2 separate regions of the Mus musculus genome follow, and region 1 is linked to region 2. A link is a contact called in public HiChIP or PLAC-seq data. All regions are on one chromosome and are shown on one strand. The core of a region is the stretch at or near the end of the contact, and the rest is flanking DNA. Distances in the headings are between cores, read along the strand shown. Region 1 overlaps Cd8b1 (CD8 antigen, beta chain 1). Region 2 has its middle 13 kb from the start of Gm38827.

Region 1 (3,241 bases), core at 277-2,776, 170 kb after region 2:
AGGACTTCCTGCGCTTCTGCTGGGGAAAGATGTGCTGGCCTGACTAAAGGGGGGGGGGGTGCATTTGCAGAAATGGATACAGTACAGTCCGCTGTACTGAAAGGAGGAAACCAAGCGGCCAAGTATGTCGCTCGGTTGGTGGAGTGCTTGCCTAGCATGTACAAAGCCCTGGGTTCAACCCCTAACCCTGCATAAACAGCCACCGTGGCCCACAAGTGTAAGCCCAGCACTTGAGAGGTGGAGGCAGGAAAATCAGAAGTTCAAGGTCATTTTTGGCCACAGAGAATTAGAGACCAGCCTGGGAGGCAGGAAACTTTATCTTTAAAAATCAAAAAGCAGAGACAGAAATTAGAGAGATGACTTTTCAGATTAAGGTGCTTGCTATGAAAGCACGTGGCCCTGAGTTCAAATTCAAGGTGCCCACATAAAAAGCAGAGCACAGCAACACACACCTGTAACCCTGACTTTGGGGGGTGGGGTGGGGCAGAGACAGGAGAACCTCTGGGGTTTGTTGGCCACCAACCTAGTGCTGGGTTTAGTGAGAGACACCGTCTTAAGAGGATAAGGTAGAAAGTGACCGAGCAGGACACCTGTCATACTCCTCTGGTCACCATACCCACACACGTGTGTGCACACACCATGTGCACACCCATACACGTATGTAAACACTGAACACTGGGGGGTTTAGATGCAAAGGGGAAGGACGCCAAATTATCAATGTTGGTCTGTGAGCATTCTAGCTCCGTGAAAAATACAATGAAAATATAGCTGTCTGGTTTTTTGTGAAATTCAAATAAAAGGATTTTTTTAATGGATAGTAAAATCATATTACTAGGCATGGTGTGTGTCTACTCCCTTTGAAACAGCTCCCAAGTCTTATTAGTGTTTTTTAAAAATACAGATGTAACATGGCATTTTCTACATAAAATTATCTCCGTGATATTTAAAGTGAATTTTAAAGTGAGCCAGAAGCCAGTCTGCTTAAAATGCAACCAGGAAGGGCTGCCTCCTGGGACGGGAGTCACACAGTTCTCTGTGAGTTTCAGGCCAGCCAGGGCTACAAAATGAAGACTGCATAGTGAAACTGGGTGTCAGGAAACACACAAGCCGGCCAGTGATACTCTCCGGGAGGAGGGGCTGCTCCTTGCTGTGTCCGAGTCGGTGTTGCATGTGTGTGTCATGTGTGTCTTTTTCAGGCCTGACATGCAGCCTTACCACCCTCAGCCTGCTGGTAGTCTGCATCCTGCTTCTGCTGGCATTCCTCGGAGTGGCCGTCTACTTTTACTGTGAGTCAGTGCCTGCGGGACATTGAAGGGCCCCCACTTTCTACCTGAAGTGTGTGTATACTAGGAGTTCTTTGTTCACTAAAATAGCAGAATAAATAGTAAACCTACCGCCAGCAAACCTTATGGCTTAACAGCAGCTTTCTGTTTTTGAGAGACTTGGGGAGTTCAGGAACTTGAACTCAGGGCATGTTGGGTGCTCTCTACCACTGAGACACACAGGCCCACCACCGACCCAGGAAGCCAAAGAGAGATTCCACCTGTGTCAGCAGTCAGATGAACGCTAGGTTTGAGTCCACTGTAGCTCACTGTTCTACCTTTGAATGACTTTGATCTTGGTCTCAGTGGATCTCAGCTGCCTCACCCAGGAGTAAAATATTGCCTACATACAAGAGATGCATTAAAAGCTGCTATCTATAATGTCCTTGGGACTCATGTGCTAGGTACATGGGGGCTCATGGCCAGTAGCCATGAAAGCTGGGTACCCCAAAGAGCTCACCCTTCCCCAGTGACACTGCAGGGAGATTCTCATGGCTGGTGCTCTTAGCTCCTCTGTCACCCAGGCTCTGCAGTCACTGACCTAGAGGAGAGGCCAGACTACCCCTGGTCCTGGTCACCTCTGACACCTCGAGCACATCACCGTCTCTCCCTGGGCATCTATAAAGGGAAGCAGGAAACATCAGGGCCACCAAGCAGATCAGTGTCTCTTACATTTTCCAGGTCACAGGTTCCTTTGATTTAACAGCTGTGGCCCCCACCCCGGAGAACAGAGCTGAGAGCATAAGTGCTTTGGTACACTGTTATCCTCTGCAAACCCTGTTATAAGAACCCCAGTGGTCTAGCTGAACCTGGTGCACATGCCTGTAATCCCAGTACTTGGGAGGCAAAGGTTGAAAGATCAGGAGTTCAAGGTCAGCCTTGGCTACATAGTGAATTTGAGGTTTGAGGCCAGCCTGGGCCACCTAAGACTCTGTTTCCAAAACATATAAAAATGTTCTGAGGAAGCAAACACAGCACGCTTCTCTCTCCTCCCTGCATTCTGGAAGGAGTGTGCCGCACTGCTTTGGATGCCTTTTAAGTTCTGCTGCTGCCAGATGCAAAAAAAGCAATGGCCTTTGTTTTGTGCTATTGAAATTTGAACCAGGCCTGGTGTCCCACCACTGTCCTAGGCACCCAGTCTCCAGGAAAGCTTATTTAAGGTACAAACTGGATTAGAGGAAATGCACTAAAACTCTGGCACCAGCTACATGGCTTTCAGGCAAGTTATTTGACAACTCACATGCTGCGTGTCTCAGTTTCCACCCACGTGAGATGGGTAGAGTAGGGTAGCATTCATGAAGGCTATTAGAATCATGGAATGGATGACTGAGTAATTTTTAAACACTTCAAACCTATATAAGCAAGCAACAAAAGTGAGAAGTGTGAGGAATCTGGGGACCACCCTAGCACCCCAGAAGAAGCCTTGGGCGTTGGCTAACCATGCTGCCTTCCTCTCGGGCTCTGAGGTTTTGATGCCAGTGATCCACCAACCAGCGCTGACTTGTTTGTCTCTGCTCTGCTCTTCCAGGTGTGCGGAGGAGAGCCCGAATTCACTTCATGAAACAGTAAGTGCTGTTCTCCAAAAAGTCACGAACTCGGGGGCCTGAGAGTTTGGATGACTTGACAGAGGGTTTGCCTAGCGATCCCCTGCATCACATAAACCAAGATCATGGCTTACTCCAAGCACGCCTTTAAACCCAAAAGTTGGGAGGAAGAAGCAGGCGATTTCTGTGAGTTTAAGGCTAGCCTGGTCTACATAGTGAGTTCCAGGACAGCCAGGGCTACAGAGAGAGAGAGAGAGACCCTGACTAAAGAAAAAGGAAGTTCCCAGTCATCCTCAGTTACACTGAAAGTCCAAGGCCAGGCTCACTACAGATCCTATCTCTCGAATAACTAACCAGCGACGGAAGTTTAAAAGT
Region 2 (3,484 bases), core at 570-3,069:
CCCCGCTTGCCTGAAGCAACTGCTTCGTGTGCACAGAGCAGCCTCTCAAGAACAACCTATACCAACTATGTCTCTTAGCCTCATTCCAAGAGCACACACATTAAGCTGTACTTAAATTTCTCTTAACTTTTAAAAGTGCTTTTGCCCAATACCCTGGTTTGAGTTGTTAAATAGAATGTAAGCAGTGACAGTCTGAAGTTTATAAAATGTTGGACTATGTTAGAATCACAGGGTAGGTTGGACTCTCCCCCCTGACACACATCCTGCTGACATTAGCATGACATAAGAAATGTTGCTGGGGTCTCAGTTCCAAGTGTTCTTTTTCCTTCTTTCTTTCTTCCTTTCTTTCTTCCTTCCTTCCTTCCTTCCTTCCTTCCTTCCTTTCTTTCTTTCTTTCTTTCTTTCTTTCTTTCTTTCTTTCTTTCTTTCTTTCTTTCTTTCTTTCTTTCTTTCTTTCTGGGGTGTTTTTGTTGTTTTTGTTTGTTTGTTTGTTTCAAGACAGGGTTTCTCTGTGTAGCCCAAGCTGTCCTGGAACTCACTTTGTAGAACAGGCTGGCCTCGAACTCAGAAATCTTCCTGCCTCTGCCTCCCAAGTGCTGGGATTAAAGGCGTGCGCCACCACCGCCCGGCTCTTATTTCTTATTATCAGGCCATCTCCCCCATTCCTTTTACAGGGAAAGCTGACGGCGAGGACACCAGTATGATGGTCTGGAATGGCCAGTGTGACCATGGCTGTGAGATGTTTTGGCAGAAGTCAGCAAAGAAAGCAAAAGAGGCTGACAAAGGAAAGACTTCAGGTGAAAACAAGAGGGGCCCAAGTATGGAAGGCCTGCCCAAAGCTGATGTCTTTTTAACCAGTTACAGCCAAGGCAGGCCTGTGAGGAAAGGAAGCCTCCTGCTTAAGAAATCTTGATTCTGAATGTGGCTAATTCAATGCAAGGTGTTGAAAGATCCTCGCAGAATGTAAAAGGACACAGAAGCCCTGAAATTGGCAAGATAGACGTCAGTGTTAGCAGAACTAGCTTCACTGATTTAGAAAAATAGAGGTGCACAATGCTCTGGCCACTCCTTGAACCTGTGTGTCTGCCAATGTTCTGACCAGGTGTGTGCCCATTGCTGCACCTTCATTAGACTCTTTCCTTGTACCCCTCCCATACCCATTTCTTGAGAATAGACATTGTTTAGATCTGGAAATCCCCTAATCTCCCCCTTCTCCTTTCCCCCCTGAGGGCCTATAAAAACTGGGAACTCTTTTCTCTCGAGGTCGACTCCTCTGCCCCTGCGTGGGATATGAGTCGTCCCCAGAGCTCTGGCTTTCCCCGAATAAAGCCTCATGTGGTTTGCAACAAGCTCGGTCTGTCGTGAGTTCTTGGGTGTCCGCTATTGTCCTGAGGCCTGAGCGAGGGGCTCCTCTCGGAGTCTTTCAGTGTTAGTTTTGATCTTGTTCTGGTTATGTCAAGACGAAAAAGACAAAGTGGAGTCACTGACCAGACGTATTAGTGTTCCTCTTGCTTTAGAAATCAGTAAGGTTGCTGGACTTACAGGTAATGAATGGGAGATTAAAATAGCAGAAGAGACTTGGAGGTGTAGTTCAGTGGGTAGAGTTCTTGTCTAGTGTACATGGAACCCGGCATATCATAGACTGGGTGTGCTGGGGCACACCTGTAATGCACACTCTGGAGGTGGAGAACTAGAAGCTCAAGATCATTCTTGGCTATGCAGAAGAGTTTGAAGAAGGTTGGGGCACATGGGACCCTGACTGACTGCCTTAGCTCTTAGCACAAGCACATCCTACCAAACGTAGTGTCACGTGTAGTGTGCTCTTTTCTGTAGCTTGATACTGACATCTGGAATGTACCTTCTTGTTTTGTGTTCTGAAATAAATGGAAGTGGTTACATTTACTGACACTAGATGGCATCACATAGCCAATTATGCTGGCAACAGGTGTTTCATGGCCAGCCTGGGAACTGGTTTTGGTGAGTCAATTGGAGATGATGAAATTCGTGTAGAACTGTGTAGTCGTTCTCAAAATAGTGCCTGAGATAAACCCAGCAGAGAAGAAACAGAAAAAAACTTCAAAGTGTACTAGAAATTTTATTGGCTATGACATCCCAAAACGCTTGAATTATTTAAAACTGAACACAACATTGTAGTAGATAAAGATTAAGTTTCTTGTCACCAGAATACCATCTCTGTCTCTGCAAAGTGACCAGACAGCCGTCTGTCTGCACACAGAGACTGAGACAGTATCACTCTGGAGTCCAACCCAACCTGGTCTGACCTTAGACTCTATAGTGCTGAACTTACAGTTAAATGCCAGCACGAACCCTGTGTGTGTGTGTGTGTGTGTGTGTGTGTGTGTGTGTACACATGTGTGTGGTATGTGTGTGTGTGTGTAGTGTGCGTGTGTGTGTGTGTCTGTGTGTGTGTCATAAAATGTGTGTGGGAGCCAAAGGAGGACTCATGGAAATCAGGTATTTTCTCCACCAGTGGATCCTGGGATCCCACTCAGGTTGTCAAGCTGGGCAGCAAATGCCTGTACCCAGTGAACCACCTCGCCAATCCTGAAAGCCACTGAATTCCAGTCTTTCTTGGGGACTTTCTTTGCTTTGTAGTTCAATGAGTGAAGATTTGCTACTAAAGAGTGATCCATTGTTGCCCCCCAAAAATGAAGTACAAAAAAATTACAAAGATGCTGTTTAAAAGCATTCGATTGTTCCTGGGGCTGGAGAGAGACAATGGCTCAGTGGGAAAAGTGCTTGCTCTGCCAGCAGGAAAGCCCTGAGTTCAGATCCCCAGCACAGCATAAAAGCTGAGTGTAGTGGCTTATTTCTGTAACCTTAGTGCTGGACAGGCAGACAAGGAAAGTCCAGGAGTGCACAGCCAGCCAGTCTGGCCAAAAGTGGGAGCTCCAGATTTACTGAGAGATCCTGTCTCAAAAGAAGTAAATGGAGAGTGGTGAGAAGCACACTTGTCACCAGCTCTGGTCTCCATATGTGCACACTTACGCACGCGCACACACACACACACACACACACACTGCAGATGTAGGCATGCACACATCTGTGTAAACACAAACGTAATAACTAATGTTGAATTGCAAATATATTTCAGTGGAATAGGAAGCAATAGGGAAATTAGGAAGCTGCATAATTAATTCCCAGGAAGAGGTGACAGGAGCCATGACCTCAGTCATGGCCCTTGTGAATATTTTCTAGCTTACATAAACAATCCTGAGAGAACATTTATGGTCATAACAGTAAGAATGTTTGTGGGTAAAGAGGACACTGTGACCGTTGGTTCCAGGAGCTGCAGATTGCCACTTGACCTTCAGAGAGCCCCCGGGGTCTTCCCCCCTCCCTTGGAGCTTCCTCTTGCTTATGCTTATATTGCCACTCCTGAATAAAGTTTTCAGAGCTTGATCAGTATGATTGACTTGCTCTCATTCTTCCTGTCTCTTTCCCTTGCCCTGGCGCTGATTAT

What was found. HiChIP or PLAC-seq counts read pairs in DNA pulled down with a chosen protein or histone mark.
Region 1: a contact with region 2 is called in an H3K27ac HiChIP or PLAC-seq map of double positive thymocytes, with 4 times the contacts expected there. The contact joins two enhancer-like sites. A contact is called at or near these places in 8 of 39 promoter capture datasets (the 3T3-L1 cell line, the HPC-7 cell line, HPC-7-derived erythroid cells and 6 more), 2 of 484 Hi-C or Micro-C datasets (bone marrow-derived macrophages and nephron progenitors), 4 of 115 datasets of contacts at active chromatin or transcription factors (CD8 T cells, double positive thymocytes, embryonic stem cells and 1 more) and 4 of 9 other capture datasets (adipose tissue, liver, macrophages and 1 more).

What each region holds. Positions count from the first base shown.
Region 1 is chr6:71,331,240-71,334,480 of GRCm38.p6, forward strand. Cd8b1 (CD8 antigen, beta chain 1) reads left to right here. Exons shown (of 6, transcript NM_009858.3): 4 at 1,197-1,286; 5 at 2,851-2,887. Among named protein-coding and RNA genes, the nearest start is that of Cd8b1, 10 kb to the left of the region's middle. RefSeq lists enhancers at 1-2,874, 2,869-3,241. Within about 2 kb of position 1,527, at least 11 of the 459 cell types and tissues checked have an H3K27ac peak or open chromatin away from gene starts, as enhancers often do. A contact at or near this core is called in double positive thymocytes, where this site is marked.
Region 2 is chr6:71,165,037-71,168,520 of GRCm38.p6, forward strand. No RefSeq gene overlaps it. Among named protein-coding and RNA genes, the nearest start is that of Gm38827, 13 kb to the left of the region's middle. Within about 2 kb of position 1,820, at least 22 of the 459 cell types and tissues checked have an H3K27ac peak or open chromatin away from gene starts, as enhancers often do. A contact at or near this core is called in double positive thymocytes, where this site is marked.